Regions from separate parts of the Mus musculus genome. Here region 2 is linked to region 1. The links are chromatin contacts, called in public HiCAR-type maps. All regions are on one chromosome and are shown on one strand. The core of a region is the stretch at or near the end of the contact, and the rest is flanking DNA. Distances in the headings are between cores, read along the strand shown.

Region 1 (3,773 bases), core at 990-3,489:
TCTCTGTAAATAGACACAGGAAATTTCCTATAAAAAGTCAGCCAGTCTCAATCACATTCCTCATCTATTGCCTCCCACTTCATTGCTTAATACAGGCGTAGGGAGGGCTGTCTCAACTACTCGGTTACAGCCAGGCATAGGCACACTTTTAAAATAGTCTATATGTCAAGTCAAGGGAGTGAATGACAGAGGAAACCTGGTCCATGTGTGCATTGGCGCAGAGCTGTGCATCTGGCTTTAAACCCCTTGCTTTGCACTAGGATCTGTTTGTCCATTAAAGGGGGATGACGAGGCACACACACCCAGCATATTCCACAGCAGACCACACTGGTGAAATGCGTTCAACATCTATTTAGGACAAACTGCGCCTTCTTCCACCGGATGGTAGCGTCCAAGCAAATCTTATTTCAATTTCATGCAATTCATTAATGCCACAGCAAAAGGCCATTAAGTATTTCCAGGACTCTTTAGACTGTTATACTTGGTTGAAGATTAATCTAAATATGGAATCTAAATTTAAACACGCAGAAGCATGCCTATCTCGTCTTTCTCGGGCGTCAATTTCCACGATTCCATTGACAATACTGCGTTTTTAAAAATATCTGCTCTTTTTTGGTGTGTTTTCTGATGCAAGCTCTTCAGAAAGCAGGAAAAAAAATAATAACGTAGGATCAAAGAGTCTTAAAAACCGGTAATAGAAATTCCATAGTGACTCTGCAGCACCATCTAGTGTCTCGGGAGGTTATGACACTCTTTCTGGCAAGGCAGATCTTCATTGATGCTCCCGGAATGCTGATGAGAAAAATCCCACCACCCCTTTCCATCTCGTCAATTAAACCCTAATTTAATTAAACCTGTACAAGGCCAACTGCCATCAATTTGTTAAATCCTATAATTTCCCAAACTCCTCTACTTTGAAAAATCATTAAACCATTAAAATACAGCTGGGAAGACCTGGAGAATCTCTGACTGCGGTTTTAAGGACAAAGTGAAATTTGGCTCTGGGCACTATCTCTAATCATATTATGTTAGAGGGTATTTCAAAATAGTTCTGGGGGTAAATTTTTATTAAATATGGGGAGATTGTGAATGGTCAACCAAGCAAGAGTTGTTTGTTTGTTTGTTTGTTGTTAGACAGGGTCTCATTTTGTACCTGGCTGACCCAGAACTCATTATGCAAACCAGGCTGGCCTTGAGCTCACAGACATCTTCCTGTCTCTGTTTCCCAGATGATGAAATTAAAGGCTTATGCTTCCTCATGCTAGGAACTAGTTGCAAAAAAAACACTTTCAACCAACATATTGTGTTTTGGTTGTGGGGTAATATAGACTAAGAAGCTCAAAGACGGGGGAAACACACATACCCCCTATTTTGTTCTGTGATTTCCCCCACGCCTTTAAACTTTATTTTTCTTTTTTATGTAAGCAGGATGTCCCATTCAGAGAATGGTGACCTCTGAATTAATGTCATAGATTTGTAGTAAAAGGGATAGATGCTAGTCATGTATGATTATAAATCAAAGATGTTGTTCTGGGGTCAGTGACACAGAGGGCACATAGGACCACTCTGATGAGGGAACGGAGTTTCACTGTGGTGGGAGCCCAGAGCTCTGCTGCCATCTGCTGGTCCAGCATGCATGACACATGTGATCCATCTTTCCTTAGAACTAGTCTCATTTTAGGTCACAGCTCACCTTGGGCATACACGAACCTGTCAGCCCTCTCTTTGTATTCTGATTCATCTTAGCTGCAGGCATCCCACAAACTGGCAGACACGCAGAGAAACATTGAGAGCACAGGTGGAGGGCGGGACGGACCTAGTGCCCTATTTAAACTGATGGATACATTTAAATGAAATATACACGAGTTAGGGAAGGATGTACCGAGCGAACCCGTGGTAAATTTCAGATCATTATTTGATGCCGCTACTTCGCCGTTTGTCTTCTTTGCCCTCGCGCGGTAAACCAATGTGCCCTTTGCAGTTTGACATGAATATGGTTTATTTTAGCTAAAAATCCAAGCCGGCCCTAGTCACTCTCGCTGTGAGCATTTTCAGGCTCTCCTTGCAATCCCAAGAGTACAGAAAATAAATTTGACACAATGTTTCTTTTGTCTTCCCCCACCCCCCACGCCTCTGGCCAATTGATTCGGAGCTCTGTTTCTGTCTTGCCACTGCTGCCTCCAGGTCGAGCTGAGATTTCCGTAGCTTGTTAAGCTAATTTGGGTGCTGAGCAAGGACAAGTCCAGAAAGCAGATTCACAAAGCAGAGACTCACAGAAGCGGGGCTGTTGTGCTATGCTGTTTAGAAGCTGGCAAACGTGCCCTGGATCCTCCTCAAAACATCCGGCTGAGACAATGCAGTTTCGGGCTCACAGCATTGTTCCTGGAGAGACCTGAAGATCCCTGGAGGCTCCGGAAGCCATGCAAGGAGCGACCCCAGGGGAGCTGTGGTTCCCAGGCCTCAGAGGTGAAAGACAGTGGCTTGCAAATGCAGCGCCTCAGAGGTGAAAGAGACAGTGGCTTGCAAATGCAGCAACAGCATCCCATGAGTGCAGGGGAGCGCTCTGGGTGGAGCAGAACAGTAAAGTTCATAAATTCAGCACGTCAGAGCAGCCTGTCTCCCCTATTTACTCTGCAAGTCCGTGACATCGCGAGCGCTCGCTACTTTACTTTGTCTTAATGCTGGCGCGTTAACCTCTGAACGGTGACTTTCCAGCCACTAGCCTGGAGGCTGTAAGGTGCTTCTGTGCCTATTTTTAGCCTCTTTTCCGCGAAGAAAAGAGAAAATAATAATGTCTCGTTCCGGGGATCCTTCTCAAGCATGCACAGGATCCAGGAGGCAACAGTAACATCCCTAAGGAGCCAGTCTCAGAAGCAGGTGTGGGGCGCCCTCTCTCTGTTATCAGAGAGGGTGCCGGAAAGCAGCTGGGCCACAGCGGGGCACTGGGCAGGATCGCTACGAGGAATTCAATAAGGTTGGCTGCAGAGTTTCAGAGAGCAAAGTGGGGGAGGGGAACTCTGAGTGTGCTGTGCCTGTTCCCTTTGGGCTCCTCTGCCCACTGTGCTGTCTCAGAGGGACAAAATCAAGCACAAAAGAGCCCTAGAAATGTGTCATGTGGGCCACACCCCCAAACCCCCGACCCCGTTCATTTCTGAACAGAATTATCAGAGCAGATGACCTTTTTCTAAAATGGTGCTTCTGAAATGAGTCTATCCTTTGTTTTGTTATCAGAATCATACGATGTGAAATTAGAGAAATGTGTGAACGCAAAAGGATTCTAGATGAAACCCACCCAGAGCAGTATTTTCTGTATTTTGCATTTTTCACGTAAACTCCTTGATTATGTACATATACATGTATGAGGAATGTTGATGCATGGGCTGTGTCTATATTTTTTCATAAAGCATCTCACATATTACCTTTAAATGGCTGCCATTTCTTATGGAGTAGTGTGCATGTGTGAATGTGTATGTGTAGATAATATTTAGATATAAGGATAATAAGTTTATCTATATTTTAATATTGGTCTATATTCATATTTTTCTGGGCTCCGTTCTCAGCAGTAGAAATGATAGCACCTGTATTAATACCATAATGGTTAATATGTGTATGTGTATATGAATATATATACACATACTTACATGTGTGTATATATGTATATAGATGTGTGTGTTCTGTATGTGTGAGTGTGTTGTATATGTATAATCAAAATGCTTTCACAAAATGAATGGAGTAAGCATGGTGATACAAGCCTCGTGGTAATTCCAGGACTC
Region 2 (3,540 bases), core at 145-2,644, 1.0 Mb before region 1:
ACAGTCAACTGGAAGGTGCTTTCTTACATAGGGCTTATATCACTTTTCCCAAAAAGCAAGCACAAGATCTTGCATGCATGAATGCATGAAGCTGGATGAAAAGAGAGCCTCTGTTTCCCTTCTGATGAACAATCATACAAAGAATGAGAAATTAGAGTTCTCCTGTCTGCTGTCTTTTATCCTCTGAAGGGCCACAGCGCATGAGATCCTTCAGAGGTTCAAGGAAACCTATGCCAGCTGGTTGTCACTGATCACAGTTCCCTTCCCTCCTTGCCTTCAGTCCCAGCCCAGAATGTATCCCAGATAAAGATGCTCATGGTTTAGGCTGGGAGGAGTCTGGATAGGTGGGCACACGAGCATGGATCTCCAGTGGCCTTTGCCTTTGAGGCTTCTGGGCCATATTCTAGCAGCTCTCTATCTGCCAGCATTTCAGCAGGAGCCAGAAAACTTCTGCTGTTTTCTCTGGGCCTCACTGGCAGTTTGTTCTTGCAGGGGCTTGGCCCAAACTGAGGGCTGGCAGCCTGGGCTCCCAGCACTCCCTGCAGAGCTACTTAGAGAAAACACATTAATGACACATCGAGCCAGAGTCTGAAGAGGGACCTGCCTCTGAGAATTGATGCATAAATGCCAGGCTAGGCAGGCAGGAGGCACCTGCCACCAGGCACTTGCCTGTATTTCCTTAGTGGAGTGTGGCTGTGAGACCAGGTAAACGCTGAGGGAACTAATTGAGTAAAGTTAGAGAAACAGGCATCATCTCAGAGTTTGCAGCCAGAGCTGGATCTGGCAGAAGTCACTAACACATAGGTTTGAAGAAAACGAACGGTAAGGACTCCCACAGTTATTTAGAAGACAGAACATGCAATTCATTTATTTTTAAAGTTACTGTACATGTATGGGTGTTTGCCTGCTTGTATGTATGCCTGAGTGCCACATGTGTGCTGTGCTCACATGAGGCCAGAAGAGGACATTGGATGCTTTGGAAGTGGAGTTACAAATTGCTGTGAGCCACCACACCCACACGGGTTGCCTGGGATTGAACCAGGGGCCTATGGAAGATCAGTTAATTCTTTTAATTGCTGAGCTGTTTGTCTAGCCTCAAACATGAGGTTCTAGACCGTCTGTGTGATTGGTCCAAGACTGCCTCCAATCAAAATATTCTCGGTTAAGCTTTAAAATGCATTTTTGGTAGACCACGGAATAAGGAATCATAGGGGTTCAGTCTTGGCCTCAAGCCTCTTGTTTGCCCAGATCAGGGTCATTTTACACTGGCATGAGCTAACATGAGTACAGCAATGTCTTTGTGGGTTGAACTTGTAGGCAGAGATGTGGCTCCTGTTCCTAGGTCCCAGTGACAATGGCCTACTGTAGGAGGCAAAGGAACTCTGCTAACCTCCAGTGATTTTCCACTCTGCCAACTCCAAGTGGCTCTCTGGCTCCTGGTGCTCTGTTCTCTTTGTTCTGGGATAGATACTTTGTATACTTTCCTTTCAAGGTTTTCTTTTTCCTTAAAATGCACACCCCCTTGGGACTGGTTGTAGTTTAGCCCTTAAGCACTCAATTCTTCCTGTGAGTTAGGGCCCCCTCCCTCCCTGCCCAAAAGCCTGAGACACAGGCGAGAGGGGCTGAGGGAGGAGAGACCAGAAATGGGGACCCGGTGGAGTTTGTGCCTTGAACCTGTGTGCAGCAGCCTTCCACACATGCTTGTTGTCACGCTCAGGTTGTAGAATTTTTCTCTCTGGAGCTTCAGTCTTATGTTTTAATGCATTCATATAAACCATGTTTTGTCACAGTTTTCTCATTGTTTGAATATAAAGAGCCAAATAATATTTCTCTCTTCATGCATGATAGTCATTAAGATTATTTAGCTGCATTAGTTAATAGCAGTCTGTCATCCAGAAAACTAGTTTGCATTTCATTTGGTGGTGGTGGGGGCAGGGGAAACGTTAATAATTAAATATAATCAATAGTGGAATTATCATTCCAGCAACTCTCTCGACCTGAGAAAGATGTTGTCAATTTGCACTTAGTGCTAATGCCATTTATTCCATTAACGGCCTTTATTTTAACAAGCTTAATCATCTTTATAGGTCTCTCTTCCTCTCCATCCCTTTCCCTTTTTTATTGCTCTGCTCATATAAATGCTTCCACAGTTGAGTGACACTGAAGCAGAGACTGAGTGATCACAGCCTTGGGTATGCCTGCCGGGAGGGCGGTCTCCTACTCATCCATACTTGTGTCCAGCCACACACTTTGCAGAAAGCATATTTGGTTAAAAGCATATAGATCATACTGTCTCTGTGCCCCACCTCCAAAGAACTGTCTCATTTGCAGCCAACTTGTCACCGGTCCTGTCTACTCGTTTGGCTCTTTCTGAAGTCTAGAATGGATGAGTGTTAGATTGAAGGTGCTCAAGAGACTTACTTGGGCCAGCTCCTCCCTGTGACATGGCACTGTGAAACACCACAGCATTATGAAGATTGTGTATATCCCCTACACACACACACACACACACACACACACACACACACACACACACGCACACACACCCCGATTGTCTTTACACTCCTGCTTGTTGGTTCCTACAGCCTCCATTCAAACTATCCTGAAGGCCCAACTCTATCCCATGGGCTCCTCTCCACCTCTGAACATGTGGTCATTATCAGCACTGATGAGGCTAGAGATGCCAAAAAGAAGCTGGGCTCCAAACAATCACTTCCCAAGATGCTTTGCCATGTACCTCCTCTGGATGAAAGGAAGGCCGAACTCTCTGGATCTGTCTCTCTAATATTAGCCTGCTTCAGGTTGTCAAGTTAGTCAGATTGTCTACATTGAACAAAGATGAAACTTCCCTACAATTCAGTCAGTCCTAGAGCACACGTGACCCTTAGCTCCTGACATCTAAGAAGAGTTGACAGCCATGATGCATGCGCACCATCGGCCTGGCAGACACTAATTACAGGTGGACATCCATATCAGGATGGCATAACTCCGGTCTCTGCCTAAAGGGTGCCTTGGAGGAGGGTGCCAGGCAGGACTGCAGCTTCCTGCTGGGTTTCACAAAATGTTCTTTGATAAACCAAATGCAATACAAGAATAAGAATGTAAAACCAAACCCTTCTCTCTGTGACTGGCTTTAATGTCTCAGGTGGCGGTGGCTGCTGCTGCTATAGATGCTGCTGACCTGTTCTGCTCAGTGCAGGCTATTACCACCTCCTTCCTTGCAACATATGGCCTGGATCCTCCCATAGTCCTTCCTCTGCCATGCATACTGTCCCAGTCACTCTTCATGGTGTGAACAGACACCATAATTAAGGCAACTCATAAAAGAAAAACACTTAATTGGAGGGCATGCTTCCAGCTTCAGAAGTTTATTCCATTGTCATCACGGCAGAGAACATGGTGGCATGCATGGTACTTGAACAGTAGCTGAGAGCTACATCCTGATCTGTAGGCCAAATGAAGAGAGGGCTGGCCTGGCATGGACCTTTGAAAACTCAAAGCTCACTTCCAGTGACACAGTTTCTTTGACAGAGACACACA

What was found. HiCAR-type assays count read pairs that join an accessible place to other places.
Region 2: a HiCAR-type map of astrocytes shows a contact between it and region 1, with 13 times the contacts expected there. The contact joins the enhancer-like site here to the promoter of 6530411M01Rik in region 1. A contact is called at or near these places in 1 of 15 datasets of contacts at CTCF or cohesin (pro-B cells), 19 of 484 Hi-C or Micro-C datasets (Sertoli cells, cardiomyocytes, cerebellum and 10 more), 13 of 115 datasets of contacts at active chromatin or transcription factors (astrocytes, differentiating embryonic stem cells, embryonic forebrain and 6 more) and 1 of 9 other capture datasets (embryonic stem cells).

The regions. Positions count from the first base shown.
Region 1 is chr17:9,166,488-9,170,260 of GRCm38.p6, reverse strand. It overlaps 6530411M01Rik (RIKEN cDNA 6530411M01 gene), which reads left to right and starts at 2,239. Exons shown (of 3, transcript NR_027881.1): 1 at 2,239-2,974. It overlaps Gm52287 (a long non-coding RNA gene), which reads right to left. Exons shown (of 2, transcript XR_003952250.1): 2 at 386-3,773.
Region 2 is chr17:10,185,660-10,189,199 of GRCm38.p6, reverse strand. No RefSeq gene overlaps it. Among named protein-coding and RNA genes, the nearest start is that of Gm34972, 41 kb to the right of the region's middle. Within about 2 kb of position 1,394, at least 28 of the 459 cell types and tissues checked have an H3K27ac peak or open chromatin away from gene starts, as enhancers often do. A contact at or near this core is called in Sertoli cells, astrocytes, forebrain and 3 more, where this site is marked.